Linked DNA regions of Xenopus tropicalis: region 1 is linked to region 2. Evidence: chromatin contacts called from public Hi-C data. All regions are on one chromosome and are shown on one strand. The core of a region is the stretch at or near the end of the contact, and the rest is flanking DNA. Distances in the headings are between cores, read along the strand shown.

Region 1 (3,680 bases), core at 57-2,556, 59 kb before region 2:
TTGGCCTGGGCAGCGATATCATCTTCCTCCGTACTCCAGATAGTGGTAGGCTCCTTTAGTCATTCTCCAAAAATGAGCCCAACCTTACTTCAGCAATCATTTTAATATGTTTTTACAGATGTATAACGGGCATTGGATGTTTAGGCCCTGTACTTCCTATACCAGCTTTTTAGCTAGCTTGGCATGGAGTGGTTTGGCAGTAGTGGCTTTGTTAAGGATTTGCCCAGTAAAGTATTACAATGTGAATTGACTGAATTTAAAGTATTATAAACCTCCAATTTTACATTAGCTGGATGAATAGGACTTGTGCTGATCATACTTTTTTTGCCTTTTATTTTAATGAACAAATATCTGTTTTTGTTGTTATTTCTGAAGTTAAACAAGAAATTGAAACCAGATTGTAAAGTAATTTCCTGGTCCCAAAAAGCAAACTGAAAAAACTAATTACAAGTCCACTGAGAAGCCCTTAATAATGAGCAGTTTAAAGGCTTGGCTTAGGCTTTGTTTTTTCATAGGTAGATTTATAATGGCAAAAATTTGTAATATACAGATTTTTTTGTATATTAACACAAATCCTATGTATTGTGCTCAATTTTAGCATCAGTGTTTTTAGATGTATACTGTGCCTTTAATCATAGATTTACAGAAATCCAGCCATCAGTGGAGCACACAGACTATAATGGATACCTGAATGGTCTGGCAAAATTACTCCCAACTAGGAATGAATGCACAAAATCTATAATTTTTGCATTTGACTGAATATAGTCCTTCCCAAAAGTTTTAGCCATGAACCCCTATTTGCATACTCAAATGTTATACTCTCATTTGTGAACAATATTCTCTAGTTCTGTTGTCCTAAATTTATAAAGAAGGCACATGATTTTATGGGTTCAGAGTTGGTTCTTCTGAACAGTTGGTATTAGCCTTTGTTCAAATCTTGCTAATAGAGCTGGGAGTTGGCTGACTACTGGGGCACATTGTGTGGGTTATTCTTGTATTCTCCACTTTGTGCCATGGGGCACTGGAAATTGCAGTTCTAAAACAGAAGGCACAAGACCGAAAAAAAAGTTTTCAACACAAGCATACACCTAAATAAATGATCACATTCTAAAATTTACAAATGTCTCTTAATAGAAAGGGACTAATGTTGCAGAGCTTATGCCAGACCTAGTAGCCCATAGCAACCAATTAGGTGACATTTATTGTTCAGATTCAAGCATTGGAAAGCATGCTGTGGGTTACAGTGTGGGAACAGTACAAATACAAACCCATTGTATTGTACACCGCCATTGTCTTCTTCACAGCTTATCTGTTATCTGCTATGTAAACCTGTGCCTTTTTACCCTGCTCAACCCTGTTTAACCCTTATGTTTGCATCAGGAACACTACTAGTTAAATAGCCATGGGGCAGCCCTTCATTTAACTATAGTACCTGTAGTGCCTCTGATGCAAATATAAGGGTGAAACAGGGTTCATTGTAAAAAAAGAAATTTGAGTTAATGTTCATTTAAAGGGGCACTACTGTGACAAAAATTAATGTAAGCTGTCTAAATGGAAACTAAAATAAAGAGAGAGCAAGATAGCTTTAAGGGGAACAGTGAAGAAGTTTTCATTATTTCAGTATATCATTTTTTAATATAATTTAAGTTTCCTATTTCCATGACATGAAGCTCAATTTTAATTGGGACAATAATCCCCCTCTAAATTATCTTTTCTCCATTGGTACGATATTAAGCTAATTCGGATCTAATTAAAATGACAGGTATAGGTGACGTCGATTAGGGGACCACATCAGCGAGCTGGTCTGACAGAAAAATCGAACCTGCCCAATCGGGATCTGGCCGATTTCAGACCAGATGTTGATCAGGGGGGGCCGTCATTGGTGCCCATACATGGGCAGATAAGCTGCCGAATCTGTCTAAAGGATCGATATTGGCAGCTAAAATCGTCCGTGTATGGCCACCTTTAGACTTTCTGTATTATGTGCTGCATTAATCAGTACTACTTACTAAACTGGTTTATATAATATTCTCATTCCTATAGGACTGACTTGTTTTTGTGAATTTGTTTTTTGTGCTTTTACATACAAAGAGTAGACATAACATTATTATCCCATATAACTTGCCTGTGCTTTCTGTCTCATGCACTATAAGATGTGTACTGTAGGTGGCACTGTTTTGTTACTTTTGTTTTTGTCAACAAACACAAGGCAGTAGGTGTAACTGGATAAATCCTTTGTGCTGGTGTCATTTGACAGAGAGATTATTCAGTTTAGTCCACTTCTCAATCTTCTTATGTTTAATACATCATTTTCAATAATAAATATGTCAAAAGTCTATTTTACAGCTTGTGGTGTCTATGAGTGCATTGTTATGGTCATACATTTGATCATTCTATGAAGAAAAAGTGGAGAATTATTTGATTTTTAATGGTTTGCTTTTTCAGTTATTCCAAGTTTTTTTTACATAAATATTTTCATCCCATGTACTTTAAAACAGTCTCTGGTTTTCTTGATAAATGCTATTGGCTAACTTGTTAGACCTATATAATAGTGCCTGTTTGATACAGTGTTTTCTGCATGATGAACTGCTATAAAGTTGGTACCTGAGGCATGATCACTTACAGACAGTAGAGGAATAAAGCCAATCTTGAGAAATACATTCCTACATGAAAGCCATTAAGTACACTTAATTTGGTTGAAATAAAAATGGCTACGTTTTGATTATTATTTCTGTTTTTTTTTTTGTCAGGTTCTGGTAAAACTCCATCACTGGGAGAAGGATTTTACACCAGCGTGGGAAAGGAGTCCCGTGCACAAACTCTACAGAATGGTATGAACACACTTAGAATTTCTATGTGAAAGTGTCAGAGGTATCCTTTTGAGCTGGCTAGCTGTACCTGAACTGCAAGTAAGACAGAACACATTGGAACATTTAGCTTTTGAATGTTATGAAACCAGTGGTGTATTTTCACAGAAGTTCTTTTTTCAGAAAATTTTTGTACAAATTCCTGTATACAATATCACCCGCTACCCCTGATTTCATACCTGGTGTCTCTGTCAGTATTTATAGTGGTGGCTTGTTGTGATTTAAAGGGTAATAATATCACCCTTTTTACATATTGTTTTTTATACACATGTAAATTATATTAGTATAGCAAAGCAAAGTACCTCAATCAAATAGAAATTTGTGCAAACAAGTGATTTATTGAGAAATATTCAACATTTCAAGTACTAATGTAATTTTCTTGTTGGTCCCTGAAGAAGAGCACTTTTCTATCACTTTTCTATCACTTTTCTATCACTTTTCTATCACTTTTCTATCACTTTTCTATCACTTTTCTATCACTTTTCTATCACTTTTCTAACCAACATCCAGATTGAGAGAGAGAAAGCAATTTTTCACAGATTTAATGGACAGTGTACTTTTCCTTCTACTTTTTGTTTGCATTAAAAAGAGCAGATGCTATGCTATGTCCTGTATACAATATGATGAAGATTTGGCAATCAGTCATGCATAAACCAACATATTTTGAATTAGTTTTGTCACAAAAATGTTGCCCTCGTTAAGTCACATTCTTATTTACTGCAGTCTGAAACAAACAACAATGTATATTATTTATATTGAGAAAAATGCCATTTCTGATTTTGCCTTTCTCATTGGAAGTGTTTGGGCTGAGCC
Region 2 (3,506 bases), core at 149-2,648:
GCTCTATATTGCTAGCTGTGTGTCGGATATGCATATGCTGTAGTGTAGCTAACGCTGCTAATCATTTAATTGGCTTTTACACAGCAGAACAGGACCTCCTATCTGCAACCCTTCATCTGTTCAGTTGCTTATCCCAGCATCCTCTGAAAGCATTCAGCTGTGATTGGTTACTAGAGGGTCTGACAGCACCATAGTAATGTTTGTGATAGTGCCATATATGTAATGAATAGGCTGATAAATGAGCTCCACAGAACCTTAGCTATGTAGTGTAGCTTTATAATTAATACTACTGCTTCAGGTCTCTCTATGGGGCTGTGCTTGGTTTACTTCAATTATTTAGAGGTGAACTCTACCAACCTAATATCACATATCCTATTTGCAACCCACACCTTGTATCACTTTCCTTCAAAACGTGCAGGGCTAGCTCTTTTTTTTGTACTAATATCAGTGTATGTGCTATGTTTATGCTAGGGCTGCTGCAAAGTAATGGCAGTAAATGAATATACGCATTACTCGCTAGGGCTGTGACTGTGGCAGCCGAATGTGCTTTGGCTCTACCAGCCAGGTGCCCTTTGCCACACGGTGCTGCTGGGTACCAGAGGGAGCGGATGGGCACAGGGGGCGCTGTGGGCTCACCTCTCCCGCAGGGTCGGGTGGAAGGACTGCCAGTTGCCGCTCTCAATGTTGTTGTTGTTGAGGTTGTGGAGTTGCGGCGGCGGCGGGGCAGCCTGCTGGAGCTGGAGGGCGTTCTTCTTGGCGTTGGCAGCGGCGTTACTGTTAGCGATATTGGTGTTTGCGCTGGCAGGGTAAAGCTCTGCAGCCATCTTCTTCTTGAGGGCCAAGGGCACTATCTCATAGCATGCTTGCACCTTGCCCTGTGCCCTGGCACTCTTTCTAGACTTCTTTAAGGTCTCTGGAAGCAGAAGAAAGAAAGTCAAACACTTCATGACCCTGCCATTAAGGCAGCCTGGGTCTAGTGGCATGGGCAAGGGGGCGGCTAGCAGCAGGTCCTCTGTGCGATGGCTTGGGCATCAGCCACCCGATGAGACAGTCTCCTAGAACTTGCCAAGCGATCTGAGTCCCGCACCGATAGATAGTCCATCACAGGGCAATAATGCGCCCAACCGAGGGAGGGCACTCCAAGGCCAGCGCTTACACTCCCAAGATGCTTCTCAAACCCCAAGACCCCAGTATCCAGCCCTGTCACGTCTCCTTATCCGCTGGCACGGTAATCCCACACAGCCCCTAGCAGTGGGCACGCCGGGCAATCACATCCTAGCGAGTAATGCGGGGCTGCGATTTGCCTCTCTGGGATGCACCAGCTGCTTCTGCTTTTGTGTTGCGGAGCATATGCCCAGCGTATCGCAGAGCGCCTCCTCCTCCTCTCAGTGCTGCTCTACGTGTACAGGGGCAAGGCTACAGCTCAAATAGGGAGCAGCCAGCCAGCGCGTCACGCCCGCCTCCGCCAATCAATGCGCGCAGCGCAGCCATTCACAGCAGCCTTTGCACCATCTACAGCCCCTGTCACACAGGGAGAGGGGAGCTGAAGGGGCAGCTAGATCACACAATATGTCATTCTTCCACTAGCCCGGTGCTTTCCGTGCTCTAGCAGCCCATAGGCATAGCAATTCTCCCCAGTAGAATAATGGAGGGGTGTACTCAGCTGCAACGTCATAGCCTTTAGGCACTGCGAGAGTTAAACCGCTTGCAAAGTCTTACCCGCTTTATGTATACATTCAGCTGGCATTGCCCATGGGCAGTCACATCCCGCTGAGTATTGCAATTTGCAGCACTCGTTAGCTCGCAGGGATGTTCCGACCTTCGCCCGTCCAGCTGTTGTGACACTACAACTCTCAACTCCCAGCGCAGCCTCAGGCTATATGAGGAGAGTGCTAGTTCTAGTCGTACAACAGCTGCAGAGCCTTGGGAGTCGCGTATGAGCTCCTGCTGCCTGTGCGCAGTGTTCCGTACCTTGCAGAGGGAACTCGGCGCATCGGGATCGACGGTGGGATGAGGAGATGGCAGTGAGGGGCAGTCCCAGGCACTCGCTCCCTTCCTTCTCTCCTCACTTCTTCTTGGGATGCGTCCTTCTCTGTGTCGGGCGCTAGGGGGCGCTTGCTCGGGAAGTTTTTTTTCCCGTCCGGATTCAAAACAATGATTTTCCACCAATGGAAAGAAGTTGTGTATCTCGTAGCACAAAGCAGAAAGACAATACGCGCCTTCCTATCCCCATGTCCCTTGTTCTTCGCCTGTTCTGTGTCTATCTCAGCCAGTATTGGCTGCTCTACTGCAAGCGTGTATAAACACATGTTATAGTGCAGTCAGATGGCTTGTAATAGCAAATAGAAACTTTTATTCAACATCTGCGTCGTTTAAGCTTTTTCGATGTAGTGGGCTTCTTATTTATTATATACTTTGTGCTGGGACCACATTATAATAAAGTGAAGCCATAGGATATCGTCAGTAGTGGCTTTTCGCAGAGTGTGCTCCTCAAATTGCATGATTCTCATTTATATTGTCATTTGTCCCCTGTGGCATTTTGTGATGAGTTAGGCCATAACGTAAGCAATGAAGTTAATCAGCTACAGATTTATTAAGGTTGGTGATGTGTGCATTTTGTATTTCCTGTCACTGGCTATTTCTTTAGAAAAGTTCCTTTTGTGGCACAGATCACAGAATCTGTTACACTGGTACTCAGGTAAAGAGAGCCAGTACTTCAGAACCTATAAGTTTTTTTATTTTTTTTTTCTCAAAAGAAATCAATTATATGGGATGATTTACTAAAAACTAATACTGAATACTAAACATTTTATATTCAGCAATATCCAGCTATTCATGCTTTGGTTCTTGAATGCTTTGTTGCTGAAAAAATTATTTTGATTTGAATTTTGGATTATGGATTTAGAAGACTATTTGAGCTCAGAGCACTACTTCTGATCCCTAACACTCCATAGAGCAGCACAGGTAAAAGCAGTAAAACAGTCTAAAGTGACAAATATCAGTAACAACAGCTATTATAACTTGATGCATAAAATCAGAATTTTTTTTTACAATCGTGACCACAAAGTAAGTTTTCAAGAGCAGGGGTGTCAAATTATGCCCATTTTAGCTGTTTTTTTTTTATTCTCAGGCCTAGTCTCACAGTGCTCCTGGATATTTTTTAATGTTTGCAACTACTCTGCAGAAAGCCTTGTGACATTTTAAGGTCACAAATCCAATATTGAAAGTGTTAATATAGGTTTATTCAACAAGTAATGCTGACCTAATATACTGTCACATCTGTGTCTTTTCTTATTTAAAGGGGACGAATTCAATAAATGGGAAAAACCCTAATTTTGTAGGCAATTATGAATAATATACGGTGCTGGTTTCACTTTGTGCTAAAAATTAATCCTATCTGTAAAAATGGCCCCTTTATTGGAGCTCCCTATAGATCCTATCACTTCTCTGTCTGTGTTTGAAATGGAGTGTCCTAATGGTCCCTGCCAGAAGCACAGTAGGAGGGG

What was found. Hi-C and Micro-C count contacts between places; a contact is called where the count stands out from the background.
Region 1: a contact with region 2 is called in a Hi-C map of neurula embryo, with 2.1 times the contacts expected there. The contact joins the enhancer-like site here to the promoter of btbd6 in region 2. A contact is called at or near these places in 3 of 5 Hi-C or Micro-C datasets (brain, neurula embryo and tailbud embryo).

The regions. Positions count from the first base shown.
Region 1 is chr8:100,840,462-100,844,141 of UCB_Xtro_10.0, reverse strand. It overlaps brf1 (BRF1, RNA polymerase III transcription initiation factor 90 kDa subunit), which reads left to right. Exons shown (of 18, transcript NM_001195621.1): 2 at 2,751-2,831. Among named protein-coding and RNA genes, the nearest start is that of brf1, 12 kb to the left of the region's middle. Within about 2 kb of position 1,306, at least 1 of the 11 cell types and tissues checked has an H3K27ac peak or open chromatin away from gene starts, as enhancers often do. A contact at or near this core is called in neurula embryo, where this site is marked.
Region 2 is chr8:100,781,753-100,785,258 of UCB_Xtro_10.0, reverse strand. It overlaps btbd6 (BTB (POZ) domain containing 6), which reads right to left and starts at 1,398. Exons shown (of 4, transcript NM_001078842.3): 1 at 637-1,398. The coding sequence starts at 983. The region is part of intron 5 of brf1 (BRF1, RNA polymerase III transcription initiation factor 90 kDa subunit); the gene reads left to right.